2 separate regions of the Sus scrofa genome follow, and region 1 is linked to region 2. The links are chromatin contacts, called in public HiChIP or PLAC-seq maps. All regions are on one chromosome and are shown on one strand. Each heading gives the region's core, a stretch centred on a gene start, on an enhancer-like site or on the middle of the called end of the contact. The rest is flanking DNA. Distances are from core to core; before and after follow the strand shown. Region 1 holds the start of RPRM (protein reprimo). Region 2 has its middle 240 kb from the start of RPRM.

Evidence for each region. HiChIP or PLAC-seq counts read pairs in DNA pulled down with a chosen protein or histone mark.
Region 1: a contact with region 2 is called in an H3K27ac HiChIP or PLAC-seq map of skeletal muscle, with 5 times the contacts expected there. The contact joins the promoter of RPRM here to the enhancer-like site in region 2. A contact is called at or near these places in 6 of 47 Hi-C or Micro-C datasets (brain, embryonic fibroblasts, epiblast stem cells and 3 more) and 1 of 2 datasets of contacts at active chromatin or transcription factors (skeletal muscle).

The regions. Positions count from the first base shown.
Region 1 is chr15:61,140,508-61,146,339 of Sscrofa11.1, reverse strand. RPRM (protein reprimo) reads left to right here and starts at 2,943. Exons shown (of 1, transcript XM_005652433.3): 1 at 2,943-5,653. The coding sequence starts at 4,455. The coding sequence ends at 4,784.
Region 2 is chr15:60,898,957-60,904,689 of Sscrofa11.1, reverse strand. No RefSeq gene overlaps it. Among named protein-coding and RNA genes, the nearest start is that of RPRM, 240 kb to the left of the region's middle. Within about 2 kb of position 2,404, at least 3 of the 83 cell types and tissues checked have an H3K27ac peak or open chromatin away from gene starts, as enhancers often do. A contact at or near this core is called in skeletal muscle, where this site is marked.

The DNA.
Region 1 (5,832 bases), core at 1,694-4,193, 240 kb before region 2:
CCATCTAAGAATATTTGCCTCTACGCTTAATATCTCTAAACCAATATTGATACTTAGAAAATTTGTGTATGTTTAATGTTTTATTCTGTTTTTCCTTCTGGTTGTTTGTTGTATTCTAGTGGTTATAAAAGCACTTACCCACAGCCATTTTCTCCTCTCCAAACCACATGTTGATACTGAAGTTCTGTCAGCAAGAAAAAGAAATAGAAAAGACAGTTAAAACTGTGTGAGAAGCAGGAGTTTCCATTGTGGCTCAGTGGTAAGGTACCTGACCAGTATCCATGAGGATGTGGGTTTGATCCCTGGCTTTGCTCGGTGGGTTAAAGATCTGACATTGCCGTGAGCTGTGGAGTAGGTCGCAGATGCAGCTTGGATCCCTGCGTTACTGTAGATCTGGTGTAGGCCAGCAGCTGCAGCTCCCATTTGACCCCTAGCCTGGGAACTTCCACATGCCATGGGTGAGGCCTTAAAAAGAAAAAAGAAAAAAAAAAAACTATGTGAGAAGTAAAAAATGCATACATTTAAGAGAATTTGAGAGATCAGAGTGAAAATATATGAGTTTAGGGTTTTGGCTTTCATAATATCTATCATGGTGGTTCAATGACCTATATGGCTCATTTTGGCTCTCTTTTTGTGTTCTAGGTACCCAGCCTGCCTTTATGAATGAATATGAGGCTTACTCTTACTTACATTGTATAATATAGGGTAATTTATTTATTTATTTATTTATTTAGCCACGCTTGTGACATGTGGAAGTTCCCAAGCCAGGGATGGAACCCGTGCCACAGAAGCCACCTGAGCCACTGCAGTGACAATATTGGATCCCTTACCTGCTGAGCCAAGTAAGACCCACTAGTGTAATTTATTTTTTAAAAAAACCTTGCCCTGGAGTTTTCTCATGACTCAGCAGGTTAAGGATCTGGTGTTGTCACCCCTGTGGCTCTGGCTATGGCTTTGATATGGGTTTGGTCCCTAGCCACCACCCCGAGCACGTTCAAAAAGAAGAGAAAAAAAGAAAAAAATCTTATCCTTTATATGTCTGATATTCTCTTCTTCAAAATGTCCACTTACTATTTTCACAATACACATAGAAACAGAATCAAGGAAAAGGCTTTTGATATGGAAATTGTCTGGTTCTACACCAAGACTATTCAAACTATATATCCAGTGACTACTGCTCACAGAGGCCCATCAATATCACCCTGGAATATCTTTTTTTTTTTTTTTTTTTTTTTGTCTCCCTGCCATTTCTTGGGCCGCTCCCGCGGCATATGGAGGTTCCCAGGCTAGGGGTTGAATCGGAGCTGTAGACACCAGCCTACACCAGAGCCACAGCAACGCGGGATCCGAGCCGCATCTGCGACCTACACCACAGCTCACGGCAACGTCGGATCGTCAACCCACTGAGCAAGGGCAGGGACCGAACCCACAACCTCATGGTTCCTAGTCGGATTCGTCAACCACTGCGCCACAATGGGAACTCCACCCTGGAATATCTTTATAGAATTTACTATATGCCACAGATATATTTTCTGGAAAGAACAGAAAAATGTTTCCTTTCTTGTGTAATATGTATATTGTGAAATGCTGAGCATTTAACTTGTTGAAATCAAACATTCTCTCCAATAACGTAGGAGAGGTAGTTATTTAAAAATAATAATGAATTGTTGTATGTATCAAAATCCTTTTCTTTGAGGTGAATTATCAGTAAATTACTCCACTTCATATTGCCATCTGTTTTTCTACGTAAACATTTTTAGAGTATTATTTGCCACATCTCTTAAGATTTTTCTTGGAAATAGATGAATAACAGGAGTGAAGCTGAGAGAAAAATGTTCCCTCAAAATACAAAAGGGAAAGACAATTTCTGTTGAAAAGCTCTAGCAGTTTAATCCCCTTAAATCCAGTAATAAGTGAGTGATAAATGAGAGTTTTGTACTACTAACTTTATAGTTAATGTCCATCTAAATACTCTGAGAAATTTTATTCAACAAAATCAGGCTGGTTGGGGCAGAGGGCTCAAGGAAACAAAACCACTTCCCCAGAGATATGAACTAGCTGATGGGAATAACCATTATCTTATCTATAATTTTGTGGCTGTTAGTGGTTAAAGCTGAAAGAAAATGAAGTCAGAGTATTACCTAATTTCTTTTAAGAATGTATTTCTCAAATCTAGAGGTTTAACATTACAGAACCTCCACTGGACTTCAAATTTTGCTCATGTTTACACTGACTTCTGACTAAAACATTAATATTGTTAATATCAATAAATATGCTCAGATTCTGAAATGATTCAATTAGCAGTCTTAGGAACTTTTCGTAACTGGACCTGACAAATATACTATAATTCTACTTGTTTCTGTCACATAAAAAGGGAGTATTCTTTCTACTCATCCATATCCAACTTGTATTAAACACACAATCCTGTACAAGCTAATATCCCTTAAAGTTGACCTCTATTCTCCATCTTTTGCTTTTCCAAACTCCTACTACTTGCCTCTACCATTCATTTTAGTATTGCCTTATATTATCTTAAATTATTCTATGATTTTCTCACATAGGTATTGTTTTACTGTTAGGTATCACCCATATGAACTAAGGCTGACGATAGAGTGATATTTAAATAAGTTTTTTTTAATCAATAAATAATAAATTTATCCAAAGAAGCAACTGTCGGGAAAGAAGCATTCTTCAAGACAATTATAACCATGGGAAACTAGAACAATAACCCAGGTGAATTGTGGATGAGGCCCAGAAGCCTGGGTCTTGAGCTATTAAACACCCCCCCAAAATTAAAAAAAAAATTAAAAAAGCTATTTAGAAGGGTCTAAACTTAATAGAGCTGACATAAAAATTAACATCCAAAAGTTGAAAACTCTCTGCTAAAATGCAGTTCACTCTATTGTGCTCACAAAGTAGTACAAAAACACACTGAAACCTGTGAAAATGGAGTTAATTATGTTTGGGGAGACAAAAATCAGAGCGTTTAACAAGAGAATATAACAGAATTCAGAAAAAGGGTTGAAAATGGCAAGGCAGCTACTTTGTTTTAATAGAAATATAATAAAGGTATTCTATCAAAAGTTTGGACTAGACTTCAAATTACTTCAAATTTCCAGCTGCCACACTTGAAAGAAAAAGGAAGGGAAAGAAGAAGAAAAAAAGTAGAAAAAAAATTTTAAAAACTCTAAAGTATTCTTCTAGAACTCAAGAAACAAGCTAACAGGTTTGTAACATTTCACTGAAACCAGAAGCAAAATCACAATGGGCTGAAGCCTCAATCAGACCCCTAGAACATCTGCAATTTTGTTTAAATGACTAAGGTGAAATACATTAGCTTACGGAAAATGGGGAGGGCTTCCAGCAGCTGGCCAGTATTCTAAGTAATGGATGTTGATGAGCAATTCCCTTAAACAAGTGATTTACTGCCAACAGAGCAAAACACTGGAAGTACATCCAAAAACTCATTGGCAATTAAGATTACAAGGGTGGCCATTCTGTCCACTTCCCCCCTCCCTTACCAGAGAGGTGACCCTATTTCTGCCAACCGCTTCTACACAAAGGCCACCTAAGAACCTTTCCTTCCCCTAACTCCCTTTCCTTTCCCTCAAAAGTCACTATAAAAACGGCCTTACTCTTCCAATTGCTTCTTCTCTCCCTCCCTTTCTTCCTTTCTTCTTTCCCGTCTTCCTTCCCTCCCTGCTTTTCTTTCTTCCTAAAATCGTTGCTTTTTAAAAAAATACACCCCTACTACACTAGAAATCTGTCGCAAGCGAGACAAAGTCAGGCACAGGCGGCGGGTCCGTGCATTTGCCAGCAGCATCTGGCATCTGCGACTCATTGCTACTTTCCACCTCCCGGAGGTGAGAGAGGCGGGAGGCAAAGGACATGCTGAGCTGGTGTGACCCAGTTCTTAGGAAACTTTCGGCCAGTCGCAACTCTTCCCCCACCCGAAACTTCAATCATCCTTCAAGCCAGAAAATTACAGAGACTTCAGCCTAGCCTTTGGAGCTGGACCAGAAGCGAAGCAGGAAAGCTACAAGAAGAGGTTTACCCCTTTGCTTCTCCTACAGTCCAACCGCGGCGGGCGCACAGCGGCGGCGCGGCCGGAAGGGGCCGCTGTTCACTCAGAGCAGCCGCCTTGCCGCCGCGGTCCGCACCTCCCACGGCCCCGCTGGCCCAGCCCCGCCAAGTTCCAACAGCCCCCAGTCGAGCCATCTCCGGGAAGGAGCGTCTCCCGGGCAGGATCGGACCGCTCAGACTAGCCAGGCTGCGGCGCGCGTCGCAAAGGCTCCGGGGGAACTCCCACGGCTCGGAGACTTTGGAAAGGAGAGGGCGAACAACCCCCGCGCCCGCAAGTCGGCAAGTGAGCGCTCAGCTCACCTGTTTCTTCCGCGCCACCGCCTTCCCACCCCTCGGACCCGCGCCTCCCCGGGCGCCCGCCCGCTCCCGCGATGAATCCAGCCCTGGGCAACCAGACTGATGTGGCAGGTCTGTTCCTGGCCAACAGCAGCGAGGCGCTGGAGCGCGCGGTGCGCTGCTGCACCCAGGCGTCCGTGGTGACCGACGACGGCTTCGCGGAGGGCGGCCCGGACGAGCGCAGCCTGTACATCATGCGAGTGGTGCAGATCGCCGTCATGTGCGTGCTCTCGCTCACCGTGGTCTTTGGCATCTTCTTCCTTGGCTGCAACCTCCTCATCAAGTCCGAGGGCATGATCAACTTCCTGGTGAAGGACCGGAGACCGTCTAAGGAGGTGGAGGCAGTGGTCGTGGGGCCCTACTGACCGGTCCCCGACCCCCGCGGCAGCCGCCCCACTTCTCCAGCCCGGCCGCGCCCCCTCACCATCCGAGACTAGGAGAAGAAAACCTGTCGGGAGTCAATTATTTCTGTTGACTTCTGCCTTTCGGAATGAAGCAACACGTTTCTCGCTCGCCCTCCCAAAGTCCCCAGGCCTGGCTGGAGGAGAGAGCCCTGACTGGACTCAGCAGCAAGTGTCAAAAAGAAAGCGATTAGGGCGCAGAACTTTGGAAGCTGCCGCTAGCGCGGGATGCGGGGAGACCAACCCGGCCGAGGCCTCTTTCCACCCGCAGGTGGGCCAAGCTCTGGGGGCAGGTGGAGAGGGCGGGCATGGAGACACCAGCGGCACCGATTGCCTGGTGACCGGAAAACTGACCCATATACGCCACTCAACAGAACTAATGCGGACACACAAATCCGTGTCCGGGTTCGCGCCCATTCCCTCGCGCTCCTCCCAGCCCTGGCAGGAGAGGCGATAAATACTTTTGATTGATTGTAACGTGCTGTTTTAAGGGATTTTGTGTTTGTTTGCTTGAATACAAATATTTGATAAGTATTTTTTTCTGCCCTAGTGGCCCGTTTGCCTGCCTGCGGGTTAGAGTTTTGTGTTGGGAGAAGGGGTGGGGGAGGGGTAGCCTGCGAATGTGAACACGGTGAGTTGTTTCTTTTATCACATTTCCCACTAGGTCTTTTGCGGGGGCTGGCACTCCTGTTGGCCCCCAGGCAAAGACCCAGAATAGAACTCATAGCTCGTGACTGCACGGTTTACGCCACAAAAGTGCTCTTGACATTCGTGACACCGTTTTGACTTTTTTTTTTTAACATTTACCTAATAAATGCAACATTTAAGTGTTTTGTTCCTGGCCTCCTGGTGATCATTCTGCGCTCCCCTCCCGGCGGAAGGGAGTGGGCGAGGGTGAGGACTTGGGTTACTTGTCGGGGTGTAATTCGCTTTGGAGATCTGTGATTCAACTCCGAGATCCCACGGGGATGAGGGTGGGGGTGACGGAGAGGCTCAGGGACGAGTAAAACAG
Region 2 (5,733 bases), core at 1,155-3,654:
TGACAACTGAACACAATAAGGTATCCTGTATAAGAGGATATAAAGCAATAGGGAAGGCTGATATTTATTGAACAAATACAGGGTGTTACACACTTCACAGACGTTACCTTACTTCAGCTCTACAAGGAATTGAGTATGTTTTACTCCATCAATTAATAAGATTATAAGCTCCTTGAATAAGTGACCATGTTGGTCTTTCTCATCACTTCACCCCATATCTAAGATGCCTGGCTCAAAACAGGTGCTCAATAACTAGTTTTGAATAAATGAAAAAAATTATGCCATGGCAGTTCCTCTTACCCACCTGGCCCAAACCCCCATTCTATATCCTACTTTGTTAGCTGTACTTCACTCACAAAGTTGAACTTCACAAGATGGTATGTTCTTTCCATATCCCAAAACAGGTTAATGTAAACACAGTGATCATTAGAAACTCAGTTAATGTAGAGGAATATCAGACTGCCTCAGCTTGATTTGATTCTGTCATAGAATGTTTAGTAAAGCATCCATTATTTGAAATGCTACAAATGGGTATTTTAAAACCAAACTGGACTGTTTTCAGATGGTTCACTGAAGCAGCCTAGGATGAAACAAGATTTCATGCAACAGATTTCATAAATATAACATGGTTTTAAACCATGAGCTTTCCTCAGGACACCTTCTATCAAATTATAGGTCATGGAAACACCAAAGCAGTTTATAGATTTATTTTCATTCCCATCATCCCATAGGTGTGAATCAAACAATAAATTTGCCTCTGTTTCTCAGCTCGAGTCTTTCTGTAAGATGTTACTGACATAGGGTTAAGAAAGTAGGAATAGACTAATTTTCTTATCGTTAAGACTTACTATATCTAGATGACTATTTTCTCACTGATTTACCATTTTTAGTTGTAATAAAATATTTATTCTGGCCACTGGCATGATCACTCAGGGACTACCTAAAACCAGAAAAATAATTTAAGCTTTAATTTTAGTTTGTCTTATTATTAAAACTGATACTACTTCACAGCTTTTGAGATTTTTGTAGTAAAATAATAAAAAGAAGCATTATTTTGTGGCAAACATACCAACATCATGTTCTCACAAAATCCTATGAATAAAACTTTAAGGGCAATTTGACTTACATAGAATTAATTCAACCAGAAAGAAAACAATAAAATGTGAATTACCATGAGCTAGGATGAAGTACTGCATGGACTAATTTTTTAAAAGAGTTATGATTTGCTATTAAAACAACCTGAAATGTCCAGAAAATTACTGTCACTCTCAATAACCACATAAATAGAGGAGGAATGGGCATTTTCCTCTTAGATTTTTCCTCCTTGACATTTTCTTAACTATTTTAATGAAATTTCTCTTACAAGTAAACTTTAGAATTAAGGTACATAAAAAGTATCATTGGAACTTTTATTACAATTATTATATTTAATTTATAAATTCACTGAGAACTATTTGATATTTTTATGATACTGAATAATCTACACCAGATACATGTTATACAGCTCTGTTTATAATATTTTCTGTATCCTTCGGCACAGGTTTATATTCTTGGGAAAACATGTACCTTGAACATTTTTTGTTGAATATATTCAGAGATATTTTAAAGTTTCTTGTGTTACAGTAAATGGGCTTCCTACAAATACATAGAGATATAAGTAACTGCTCAAATTACGTTTGAACTCTAATGTTCTTCGACCTATTTATCAATGTGACTCATCAGATCAAGTCACAATCCAGGAGTAGTTTTTCAAGCTCATCTTTCTAACTGCATTAGAAGATGATGATCCCAAGAAAATGTTCAAGGACTTCCTGATCAGAAACATATGTGCAATATAATAATATTTATATTTATCATGAAACAAACAGTTATAAGATATAAAAATGAGAAATAACCAGAGATAACTTTACAGAGTATCCAATTACACAGAGTCCATGGCAATGCACTAGCTTTCAAAGCCAAGGCAAGAGCGTGGAAGGGCAGCTTTATTCCAGCAATAGCTGCCAAAGATTTTATGAGGAACATGCAGAGATAGCAGCTTTGAAATTTTACTTTTATTCACCTCCCCAAATCCTGTGCTAAACCCCTGCGGACTGGGGAGTTTATCATTGCAAATGATAAATTGCAATTGTAATCTTAAGAAGATTACTAAAGAGACAGAGGACTTTTATTAAAAGTAAGGTTATAGATTGGAAACAGAATTGTGTTTACCAAAAAAAAAAAAACCCTCCTATTTGCTGAGTTTTTATAGAAACAGAATCATTTGCTAGACATTTTTCCTCCATATGCTGTATGTCTCCATTTTTTTTCTCGTTTAGCTTTACAAGTCACATCTTCCACCTATTGAGTTCACTGAGAAGCCCAAACATTTCCAGCTCCTGTGAGATGAGGCAGGCACTTTATAGAGCTCCAAGAATAGTTTGTTCTATTTAAGAAACACCAGATGGAAGAGCTAATGCCATGTCTTGCCTCTTCTGTACTATCAATTTGATGCAACTTTTACTTTCTATCAAACCCAGTATGGGGAGCTCTACCCAATATTCTGTGATGGGAATATGGGAAAAGAATCTGAAAAAAAATGGATGTCTGTACATGTATAACTGAATCACTTTGTGGTACAGCAGAAACTATCACAACATTGTAAATCAACTATACTTCAATAAAACTTAAAAAAAAGAAAAGAAAAACCAAAAAGTTTTTACCTCCATACAAAGAGAAAGGAGAGAGAAGCATTTTTAGGTCTTCATCTTCTAACAGCTTCATCATGCCCTGAGCCCCTACCTAGGATCAGTTTCTAAAACAGTGATAGCATCAGGATTGGTAATTATTAAGTGAGTAAATTTTTTTATGACTGCACCCATGGCATGCCAGGGACTGAACCAGAGCCACATTTACGATTTACACTGCAGCTGTGGCAATGTTGGCTTTAACCCAATGTCCGAACCAGGGATAGAACATGTACCTCTGCAGTAACCCAAGCCACAAGAGCTGGATTCTTAACCTACTGTGCCACAGTGGAAATCTCTAAATTTCTAAATTTTTAAGTGGGGGGTTGCATAATGGTGTTAGGCTAGTATTCATATTTCAATGCTAAGTTGTCTATGTAACTGTAAAACAGGGGAAAATGACATATAACTAATCTATTAGCAGAATCAGAAACACTGAGGTTTCTGATGGTAGCAGTCATTTTGAAGGAAAAATGAAAAATCTAACCCATTCATTGTCCTCCCAAAATACCAGTTTCCTTTTCTTCTAAATGTATCTATCATACATCTTCATTCAACATCTACTAGTGTTTAAGGAGGATGTAATCCAAGTTTACTTCTGCTGGAGTCACATGTGCTGAAAGAGGATGTGTTCACAATGTATAAAAGGCTATAGTAGACAGAAACATGGAATAGAGGGTATCTCAAATCAAAGGTCCAGCTCTAGGTGCCCCTACTCTAGAGGTCATTAAATGCTAGATGGAATTAATAGAAGAAAGTGCTGAGGAATAAAGGTCTTCCTTAATAAAGATTTTCCCAACAGAAATCCCTGATATGATCAGTAGAACTCCATGTTTTGCCTGGCTATATAGTCACAACCACTGTCACATACAATTTATGATGCTTCCCTGGGGAAAAATTGTTCCTCTGCATCAGTCCTTTGCACTACCAGCATTTTATAATTAAAAGGACAGTCATCAGATTACAAAGAAATCAAAGGTCATTCCTTATCAGGAAAATTTTGGAGAGTTTCTTGTTACAGGCTTTAGGATAGCTAACAAGGGCAGGGTGTCAGTTACCAAGATTTAGTAATAGCTCTCCTTCAGAAAACAGAGTTGACCTCATATGCCCCATCTGTAAAAACAAAATAAGATAGGCCTGCTCCTCTCAGGATAAAACAGCTGGCCAGCCTCTTTTAATGTGCTTATTAATGGAACAAATTTATCACATTTCTTCTTTACTAAGTCTATCTCCTGAAATAAAAGGTGTTGAGGGGAGTTCCCACCATGGTGCAGTGGAAACAAATCCAACTAGTATTCATGAGAATGTGGGTTTGATCCCTAGCCTCACTCAGTGGGTTAAAGATCCAGTGTTGCAGTGAGCTGTTGTGTAGGTGCAGACATGGCTCGGATCCCGCTTGCTGTCGCTATTGCGTAGGCTGGCAGCTACCGCTCTGATTTGACCTCTAGCCGGAGAACTTCTATGTGCCTTGGGTGCAGCCATAAAAAGACAAAAAAAAAAAGTGTTGAGAAATCAAATAAGTGAAGGAATATAGTATTTCAGACTTTTCCTTTAAAGTTATTTGAAGGGGAAGGGAACTACTTGAATTCACAGTTTGATCCTTCTTCATAGATATGCTGATTAGAGTGAAGTTAACAAGAGATCACAGAGACAAAGAGATCTCAAACCATGAATTCTTCATAAATTAGATGAGCAGACTTCTGAACTACCAAATTCGATTATAGCCCCGAAGGCATTTTCTTCAGGCAAAAATTACCACTCTTAATTCTTCTGTAAATTATTCCCTTATTCTAGATGACATATTTTAGAAATAATATTGTGTCCGATTTGATTATTTTATCATCTAGTAACTTTTCATGTGTAAGAATATGGAGTATACTATGTTAACAGCTAAAACTAAAAGGAGGTAATAAGGTAAGATGCAGATGGTGAAATGTATTAGTCAGGACAAGGTAGGCTATGCTGTGGTAACAATACATCCTCAAACATGAGTAGCTTAACAGAGCAAAAGCTCGTTTGTTGTCCACATCACAGACATGTGTTGGAAGTGTCTCCTTGAGGATTGTCATAAATTATGATTCAGAGTTCTTCCATCTTCAGACATTGGCATTTTCAAAACAAATGGACTTTTCACTCACAATGGAAGGAGAAGAAAGAACCAGGATGAGGAACATCAACTCTAATTCAGCCCAGACGTCACATAAGTGACCTCCGCCCACAGTGAATTGACCAGAACATAGTGTTGTAACAGGAAAGCTGGGAAATGCAGTCTTCCCAATGCCCAGAAACAAAGAAAGTAAACATAAATCCCTGTCTCTGCCACAAGAGACACGGGCTCCGGAGTCAAGCACCTGAAGGACTGACTCCTAGAGCATTTGGGGCAGGTTGCCTAATGTCCCCTCACCTTAGTTTCACCATCAATAAAATAAAAATAGCAAAACACTTTGCAGGGCTTTTGTGATGACTAAATGGATCATCTGCATAGATTATTTAATGCTTAATACATATGGAAACCATTATTATTACTATTTAAATAGCCCCAGGTTTTTAAAACTAGCCTTAAAACTAGAGCAGGTTTCAAGTTCAGCACCATTAGATAAGACTGCTCTGACCTTTAAATTTTTCCCGTGTGGATCTGAGCTTGTACACTTTGAAACTTCCTAGACCAAATGAAACCTTTCACACACAAACATCCACCTTTCATTTACTACAGCTCTGTCTTCTCTGCTTCTTAATGAATGTTCCAATTGTAAAGTTTCTGAAGTTTTTAACCTGATTGTTAGCCTCAGGAGTTCTGGTATTTGCTTTTTTTATCCCTTATTTGTATCTTTCTTTTTCTTGTACTCTTTTTTTTGAGCAGTGGATTGAAAGCATTAGAGATAGCATTCTGTTGATCAAATGCCACTTTCTTACTGAAGGTTTACTTTGTTTTCAGAAATTAGGTTGAAAAGAAATATTCAGAATCTCCAAATGTCTTAATAAGCAATGGGACCTAAGTGAAAGCATT